2 separate regions of the Ovis aries genome follow, and region 2 is linked to region 1. The links are chromatin contacts, called in public Hi-C maps. All regions are on one chromosome and are shown on one strand. Each heading gives the region's core, a stretch centred on a gene start, on an enhancer-like site or on the middle of the called end of the contact. The rest is flanking DNA. Distances are from core to core; before and after follow the strand shown.

Region 1 (4,480 bases), core at 1,087-3,586:
CTTCTTCCATCTGTCTGTGAGTTCAGTCAGTCTCACCAGTGTTGTTTGCCTGGTGGATCGCTTTGGCTGTGAGGAAGGACACGTTTGTGAAAGTCAGGTTAGAGAATGGCATTGTGGTGAAGACTGGTGATAGACCAAAAAGGAGGTTCAGGGATATGTGAAATTCAGACTAAGTCTAGTTAAGATCTAAGAAGTCTCAGGGAAGGAGGTGCGAGAGGGAACCCAGGTTGCGGGGGTGGAGAGGTAGGAGGCAGGGCCCCTACTGTGAATACGAGAGCTACAGTGCTTGGTGGGGAGAGGAGCTGATTTAGGTCAGGGTCTGGAAGTGGCGTAATCCACAACCTAGAACTTGAGTGTTGGGATGGCTGAAAATACATGCGTATAAAATCCTCAATTCTAGCAACAGCTATTGATTTCTCTATGAAACTTCCTGCTCCCAAATGACACCCTGACCCTGGATGACAGTCAGGAGGGGACAAAGCCTATGAACAGATGCTCTAAATATGGCCAACATTGGCAGCATGGTAAGGCAAATAAATAAACAAGACCTCTCTCAAAGGGTTAACTAATAGCACACCTAACAGCTAACTGAATAAGGAAATGTGTGCTTCATTTTCCCAGCCCAGATTTCAAAATGTTCTGTTGCAATTAGTATCTGTGAAAGATAAGTTATCTCAGCCTTCCAAATAAACTATCAATTATTAACTGATCTGCGGATCCCAGTACTTTATGAGTTACTGGTGTCTGGGTGGGCTGCCTCTTCCTTCTGCTGACACAAATAACTCCCATATCTTTCTATCATCCAGGCTGATTAATAAAGGGAAATCTGACTTCTTCAAAATGTGCCCCAGATAACTGGCGTACACAACGTGTACCATGCTCACCTGTGTTTTTAATCAGATTTCAGTGAAGAGTGAGTTTCTTGGGAAAAAATGGGATTGTACCAAGAGCGGAAGCTAGGTCACACAAACATTGCTCCTCACCGTGTGAAATGGTTGGCTATCCTGGTTTCAGGTTTTGCTTCAGTGATAATTTTCATTGCTGACTTTTCAAACTGTGGGGTGGGGGAGGGGAGTAGGATACGAACGCAGAACCAGCATATGTACAGCTTTTGCATAGACCAGGAACCAAAAGAAGGGTCCTTGTGTGTAGGACAGGGTAACCGGGACAGAAACATGGGACCAGGATAGCCAATCATTTTACAAAGTGAAGGAAAGTCCCATTTCCCCATGGGATTCAAAAAGCATTGAAACGTGATAGAAACAGGTAAGCATGATTATAGGAAAACCTTAATTGGCAATTATACTTTTTTCAAGATGGCAACTTAAAACTACATCTGAAATTATTGGTAGCTCACTGAATTTGTAAAATCAGTCAACTCCTTAAAAGTTGAAAAAGAGACTTCCTTTATTTTATTAATAACTGTGCTAAACTGACAGTAGTAAAAAGCAAAGAATGAAGCATAAACATGTTTATGCCCAAACTGAGGTCTGATATTCTTTGTTAGAATTCATCTTTCCTTTGTTCTTCAGGATCAGTTAGGTTGGATCATGGTTTGGTTGTTAATGTGAAAGAGGACTGGACGAGATATACTTTCTCAATCTTCACTTGAGAATCGACTTGACAGCTTTTGTTTTTGGTTGAGGGTTTTTGTTGCTCAAAACCAATCAGTGGGGGGAAAAACGAACTAAAATTTCCTTTATGCAAAAGCTTCTGATTTGCCCCATTCACTGTCAAAATTCCAAAGACTGCAAGAAGGAGCAGGAAAAAAAAAAAAAAAAAAAAAAGCTGACAGGTCAGTTTTGCACTTTGCAAATTCCTCTGTGGAAATGTGGCTTAAATTTGAAACTGCACAGCGCCCCCATTTTCAAATCCCTCATCTTTTATGAGCCATTTCTTTCTACTTATATAACTTCAGGATTCGAATGCCTTTGGCTAACTAAGGAAAGTGGAAAAGTGATGGGAATATAGAGACCACCATCAGTGAGGCGAGTTTTAAAATTTTACTCTGTACTAAGGCACCCCACTCCAGTCCTCTTGCCTGGAAAATCCCATGGATGGAGGAGCCTGGAAGGCCGCAAGTCCATGGGTGTCGCTGAGGGTCGGACACGACTGAGCGACTTCACTTTCACTTTTCACTTTCATGCATTGGAGAAGGAAATGGCAACCCACTCCAGTGTTCTTGCCTGGAGAATCCCAGGGACGGAGAAGCCTGGTGGGCTGCTGTCTATGGGGTCGCACAGAGTCGGACACGACTGAAGCGACTTAGCAGCAAGGCTGACTGGAGTTATCCTTGAGCAGTTATTGGCTGGTTGGAAAAGCCTGACACCTTGTGGCCACGGTTAGTACTACAGCTGCCTCTTTCACAAGGTTCCCCAGTTTGTACTCTTCCTAGGCGCTTCCTCGGGTACAGTGACATAAAAGGTGTGTATGCCATGTGTAGATTTTTGGGGGGAGGACATTTTAAAATTGAAGTATAGTGGAATTTCAGTGTTTCGGGTGTACAGAAAAGTGACTCACTGTTACGTATATACATTATATATACGCATGTTCTTAGATTCTTTTCCATTAAACATTATTACAAGATATTGAATACAATTCTCTATGCTACACAGTAGATCCTTGTTATTTATCTTATATAGAGTAGTGTGCATCTGTTAATCCCCACTTATTCCTCCACTTCCTTTCTCCTTTGGTAACCACTGAATTTGTTTTCTATGTCTTTGAGTCTGTGTTAGATTCCATGTATAAGTGATATCATATGATAATTGTCTTCCTCTGACTGACTCCACTTAGTATGATGATCTAGGTCCATCCGGGTGGCTGCCAACGGCATTATTTCATTCTTTGTTAAGGCTGAGTGATATTCAATTGTACATATATTCCACATCTTCTTTATCCATTCACCTCTTGGTGGACATTTAAGTCTGGGTTTTTAAAACATTTTTTCATCTTATACCTGTCTCAGGATCTCCACTGAGTCAGAGTTTTTGATCAGAAAGCAGGAGACACACTCAGAGCCTCCATTTTACAAGCAGGAGATGTTTCTTCTGTTACCAAACAAAACTGGAGGGAACATCAACTCAGTATCATTTCCTATTTTTAGCCTTAGAAGAAAGAGAAGTTGGAGGACTAGGGTAGGGCATTCCATGTGCTTTCAAGAAACCCATGAAATGTTATTTTTATGTTAAAAATGAAGGAAATTGAGAGATAAGGTTGTAGTGGAATGAGAGCATGCGTGCTAAGTCACTCAGTCATGTCTGACTCTTTGCGACCCCACGGACTATAGCCCACCAGGCTCCTCTGTTCATGGAAATTTCCAGGCAAGAATAGTGGAGTGGGTTGCCATGCCCTCCTCCAAGGGATCTTCCTGACCCAGGATCGAACCCGCATCTCTTATGTCTCCTGCATTGGCAGGCGGTTTTTTTGTTTGTAACCACTAGTGCCACCTGGGAAGCCCCGGGAATGGTTATAAAATGGATTTTATTTCCAGCTCTGGTTCTGTCACAAACCATATGTGATCTCAGGGAGGTCATTTACCCTCCATGGCTTTCATTCCAACAAAGCTAGGAGATTGGACCAGCTCATTTCCAAGGTTCTCTCTGGCTCTAGATCTCTGTGGTCTGCCCATGGCTGCTCCTCACCAGCTGTGCTTCCGAGAACACAAACTGGTTTTTATCTTTACCCATCATGCTTCTGGTCCTGAGGTCACGTAGGAGCTTAGGTCATTCATCCAAGTCTTCAATGGCCTGTGTCTTTCAGATCCAACAGTCAAATCAACCCACGGAAACACGCTGATCTTTCCTAGTTCACTTGACATCCATTAAAGAACTGAATGCACTGCCTTCATCAAACTGTTAGAAGAAAAAAATTTTTCTTTGGCAAGTGATACAAACTCGATCTGGAATCTCTAAATAGGTCCTTATCTTACCCTCTTTTAGTCTTAGAGATTTTATGACGACCACAGGTTTCATTTGTCATTCTTTTGACTTTACTTCATTGTTATTATGTAGCTCCAGGGTCTCGATCTTGATGGTATGAAGACTGGCCGCCGTCAGGAACGCAATGGCATCATGCCATCATTCGGTAGAACCTCAAGTAGCATTACTTTTGAAGATATGACAACGAAGACATAAGCCTTCGTACCAAAGACTGATAGCTCAAAAGGGTAGGCAGAAGGCTATGTCAGCACAGAGACCTGAGACCAAGTCAGCTTGGGGGATGTTACTTGGTAAATCCTGAAGGACACGTGTGAGTAGCTAAGCATGGAAGGGCTGAGATGGGGAGGGGACTGCTTCTGGGAAAACTCGTTTCAGTGAAATAAGAATTTCCCAGCGCCTACTCCCTGTTTTCAGTGATTTGGCTTCTTCTAACCTCAGATAGGTAGGATTTGGAGGATATCTGATTTTAACCCAATATAGTTCTTTTAAAAAATTTTTAAATTTATTTTATTCGAGTCAATTTACAATGTTGTGTTAAT
Region 2 (4,480 bases), core at 1,293-3,792, 120 kb before region 1:
ATGTGCCCTTCCCCATCTAGATATGTGTGATCTCTTTATCTGAGAGTTCACTTCTCACCTTATTTGTTCAAGGCAGTCCTGAGGGTCCCATACTGGCCAGGTTCTGCTAAAAGCTCCTAGAACACTCATTGCCTGTTTTCCCTACAGTCCCTCCAATTACACAACTTACACTGAATCGTTTTCTCAGGATCTACTTCCTGTGGAAGCCAAAGCAAGACATGGACTAAACCAGAGAGTGTCTCAAGAGTGAGGTGCCTGACTGGAGGCATAGGCATTATTTGGGAATCTGTTAGAAAAAAATCATAGGCCGTGCCCCAGGCCTTTGGTCCAGAACTCTGTGAATGGGGTCAGCAATCTGTCAGCTTCAGGTATCGAACCCTGTTCTCCTGCATTGCAGGCAGATTCTTTACCGTCTGAGCCACCACAGAAGCTCAATTCTCATGTACCCAAAGTTTAAGAACCACTGGAATAAATTGTACATTCTCCCCCAAATAAAACCTATCTCTGTTTTTTCCCTCTTTTAAAAAAGATATCTCAAAAAAAATTTTTTTTAATCTTCAGAATTTTTCAAGACTTCTAGATATCCTGTGCACTAACCTTGAAATGATTCTTGACAGGTTTAGGCCATCACTGCTATTTATTCTGTATATAAAGGCATTTAAAGGAAAGTAATTACTAACCTGGACTTTCCAGGTGGCTCAGTGGTAAAGAACCTGCCTGCCAATGCAGGAGACGCAGAAGATGCAGGTTTGATCGCTGGGTTGGGAAGAGCCCCTGGAGGAGAAAATGGCCACGCACTCCAGTATTCTTGCCTGGAGAATCCCCTGGATGGAGGAGCCTGGCAGCCTACAGTCTGTGGAATCTCAAAGAGTTGGACATGACAGAGTTGAGCATGCACGCATGCGCACACATCCCATTTACAAGACTGATTCCATTTAAAATTTTTGGTGTCTTTCTAACATGCAGTTTGATTTTAAGTATTTCTACCTTCCCTTCCTCAATGGGATCAGTTTATGTTTACATTATTATTAATAGAATACCCTTTCCAGGAACCACCATTTTCTTTTTAAAGTCTCTGGCCTGGGGATCACACTACCTTCCTTTAAACTTGTTGAAATTTGAATTTTTTGTCCACTAATTCATGAGTCTTCCTCCAAAGACAAATTTTCCTTTAAAGAAATTCTTTCCAATCTGTTAAAGACATTCAATTAAGAATTCTTACTACTACTACTGCTTATTATTAATAATTTAATCTGCTTTAAGAGATATTTATTCCCAACAATATTATATATTCTTACCATCTTCTAATATTAAATCTCCAACCGAATCTTTCTTTGTATCTTGTGTTTCTGTAGTAAAATACAGGCAACCTTCCAGTCTTGCTTCTTTTGTCCAACTCTTAACCGAGTTTTGAACACAAGGTAATTAACCTTATCTTTCTTTCACTATAAAAATGAGTGCAGGTATCTTTTTTATAGGAATGCTGGTACATAAATAGAAATGTTTGATAACCTTAGAAACTGAGGGTTATTTTTGAAAATTACAAATTTAGTAGTGTTTTGCTCTCATTTACCGATTTCTGCACACAGTAGATAAAACAACTTCCTTAATCTAGAGATCAATACCATTTTCCACTAGTGTCCATTTTGTAATCTACAACCTACTTTTAGTCAGCTGAAATTCTTTCCACTTACTCTACACTTATTCACATGTCTCTTAGTATTTCTGCTTTGAATACCTTTCCCATACCTCATCTATTTATTCATTTGTTAAAAATTCATTGAAATTCTATTTTATTCTATTTATTCATTTTAAAAGTTATAGTTCAGCAATATGGGTTGATTTGCTATGTTATATATTTTCTAGTGCTTGAGATCTTTGTTGTTGTTAGTAATTCAGTTGTGTCTGACTCTGTGATCACATGGACTGCAGCCCACCAGGCTCCTCTGTCCATGGAATTCTCCAAGCAAGAATAACTGGAGTGGGTTGACATTCCCTTCTCCAGGGGATCTTCCTGATCCAGGGATCGAACCCAGATCTCCTGCATTGCAGACAGATTCTTTACCATCTGAGTCACCAAGGAAGCAGATATATCAATAAATCAAAGATCTCTGCCTTCATGAAGCTTATTTTCTACTTATTCCCCGAGAAGCATTTATTATGTCAATAGAGATTTGTTATCAGAGCATTATGTTAATTTGTATAAGATTCTTTCCCAACTAGACCAGTGGTTTGCAACACTGTCTGACCAACAGAAGCACTGGGAAACTGGAAAAACAACTATGCCCTTATCCCATCATCCTGAGATTCTGATTTGTTTGGTTTGGGATTTGGCCCACCTGCTTGGCTGTCCATAGGGTCCCACAGAGTTGGACATGACAGTACACGTGCATGCGTACATGTGCACGCACACAGTTTCTTGACTGCCTTTCCTTTGTTTCTGCATTTCCTCACTCCACTAATTAGTAACTGTTTGAATCTGCCCTTTGGAACTCAGGGACGGTCTCAGAGGCTGCAATGTTTTCCCCACAAAATCAAACAGGAGACACAAAGACTTTTGTATCTGGGAGGGCCCCACAGGGTCCAGCTTGGTGTTGGTTCCCCTAAGAATGTTTAAACGGGTCTCTTTAAAAGCTAGATCCTAGCATGCTGCCTGGGCTAGTGAAGCTGGGAATTGAGTCCCAAGACGGTGTTGTGTTTGCTTTCCCACCTCACGGTGCTGCTCTCCCCTCTCCCTGATCCAGGGATCGATCCCAGATCTCCTGCATTTCAGACAGATTCTTTACCATCTGAGTCACCAAGGAAGCAGATATATCAATAAACCTTCATCCCCCTGACTTTGGCCCCTTGACCTCTGACTTAAGCCTCAGCCTAAACTCTTCTGTGAAGACATCACTGACTCCTTCAGGGGGGACTTGAGTGCTCTTTCCAGGCCCCCAGTGGACATCCTCAGGGTAAGAAGATGGCAACACAGCAGTTGTCTGTCATGTCTCCCTCCTTACAAGGCTGGCGGCTCCTTCACATAGTGGCTAATAGGTGCTCAATAAATGCTCATGAAAGGAATTTGTTGTTGCTTGTGGGATACTGGGGTTTTAAAATAAAGATTACATGTAATTTGGGAGAAAACCATAATGATGTCTAGTCTGTAATGTGCCTGGAAGGCTGCAGTCTGTGGGGTTGCTGAGGGTCAGATATGACTGAGCGACTTCACTTTCACTTTTCACTTTCATACATTGCAGAAGAAAATGACAACCCACTCCAGTGTTCTTGCCTGGAGAATCCCAGGGATGGGGGAGCCTGGTGGGCTGCCGTCTATGGGGTCGCACAGAGTTCGACACGACTGAAGCGACTTAGAAGCAGCAGCAGCAGAATGTAATGTACCACCCTGCCAAGATTTTATTATAATTTTTATAATTTTAGTAAGTTCTTGGGATACTTATCCTGAAAGATGTAAAAGATTGTAATTTATTTTCATAAGAAAGCACATATTTTTACTCTTCATCTGTCATGTAAGGAACACACTGTTCCTTGAAGCCAGGTGGAGTCAGTGGTGATGAAAATGCAGAAGCTGTTAGGAATGGCATCAAATTACAAGCGGCGCAGCAAGAGACTGGTTAAAACACATGTGTAGCAGCCACGAGGTGGCAGCCTAGAACCACTACATTAAGGTTAGAACATTGAAAGACCAGTTGCTTGGAATACGGTCGAAGTGGAAAATTGTCCAGTATTGGGGCAATCAAAATCTGCAAAAGAGAAAGACGGTGATTTGTAGTGCTTACTGCACACATCTTTATGATTTTCCTTTTCCTCGAAAAAAAGACAGGCACACACGTACACACTCATACACAGCAAATTCTCATCTCATACACACTTAACGTGTCACCCTCAGGCTGCCCCACAGTGAGTTTGAGGTGTTTCAAGCATGAGTTGGCTGTTCCCTCAGGGGGCCCTCATTCCTCTGTACCCCTTAATGTAGGATTTATAAACTGTTTAAGCACTTCCCATGGGTAATTTTCTGTGGGTTTTACCTGACATGTTTACTTCTGAGCCTAATCCTCATGATAAATTTTTACTTTGATTATAAAAACATATAAATTTATATCTGTTCTATATAACAAATTATATAAAGGATATATATTATATTACATTATATTATATGAAGTATATACTGGTAAGGCCAGGAGCCAGTGCTTTCCATCATGCCTTGAATACAGTAGGTTTTCAATATATGTTTGCTGAACTGAAGGGAAAACAGGAAAAGGAAGGGGTGGACTTAGCAGCAGTCAGCACAGTGTAGATGGTCATAGTATAGAGGCCCATACACTATTCCACACTGTGTGGAGGGTCCTAGAGGCACACAGTGTAGACAGGCAGAAGGCAGCCAGAAGGGAAGAGAATGCCTATTTCAGTTTTCTCAGCACAAACCTTTCTCCAGGGCCATAGGCTTCCCTGGTGGTGCAAGTGGCAAAGAATCTGCCTG

The links. Hi-C and Micro-C count contacts between places; a contact is called where the count stands out from the background.
Region 2: a contact with region 1 is called in a Hi-C map of liver, with 7 times the contacts expected there. The contact joins two enhancer-like sites. A contact is called at or near these places in 10 of 16 Hi-C or Micro-C datasets (blood, hypothalamus, liver and 6 more).

Annotation. Positions count from the first base shown.
Region 1 is chr23:25,271,212-25,275,691 of ARS-UI_Ramb_v3.0, reverse strand. No RefSeq gene overlaps it. Among named protein-coding and RNA genes, the nearest start is that of TRNAW-CCA, 19 kb to the left of the region's middle. Within about 2 kb of position 2,336, at least 1 of the 54 cell types and tissues checked has an H3K27ac peak or open chromatin away from gene starts, as enhancers often do. A contact at or near this core is called in liver, where this site is marked.
Region 2 is chr23:25,386,838-25,391,317 of ARS-UI_Ramb_v3.0, reverse strand. No RefSeq gene overlaps it. Among named protein-coding and RNA genes, the nearest start is that of MEP1B, 33 kb to the right of the region's middle. Within about 2 kb of position 2,542, at least 7 of the 54 cell types and tissues checked have an H3K27ac peak or open chromatin away from gene starts, as enhancers often do. A contact at or near this core is called in liver, where this site is marked.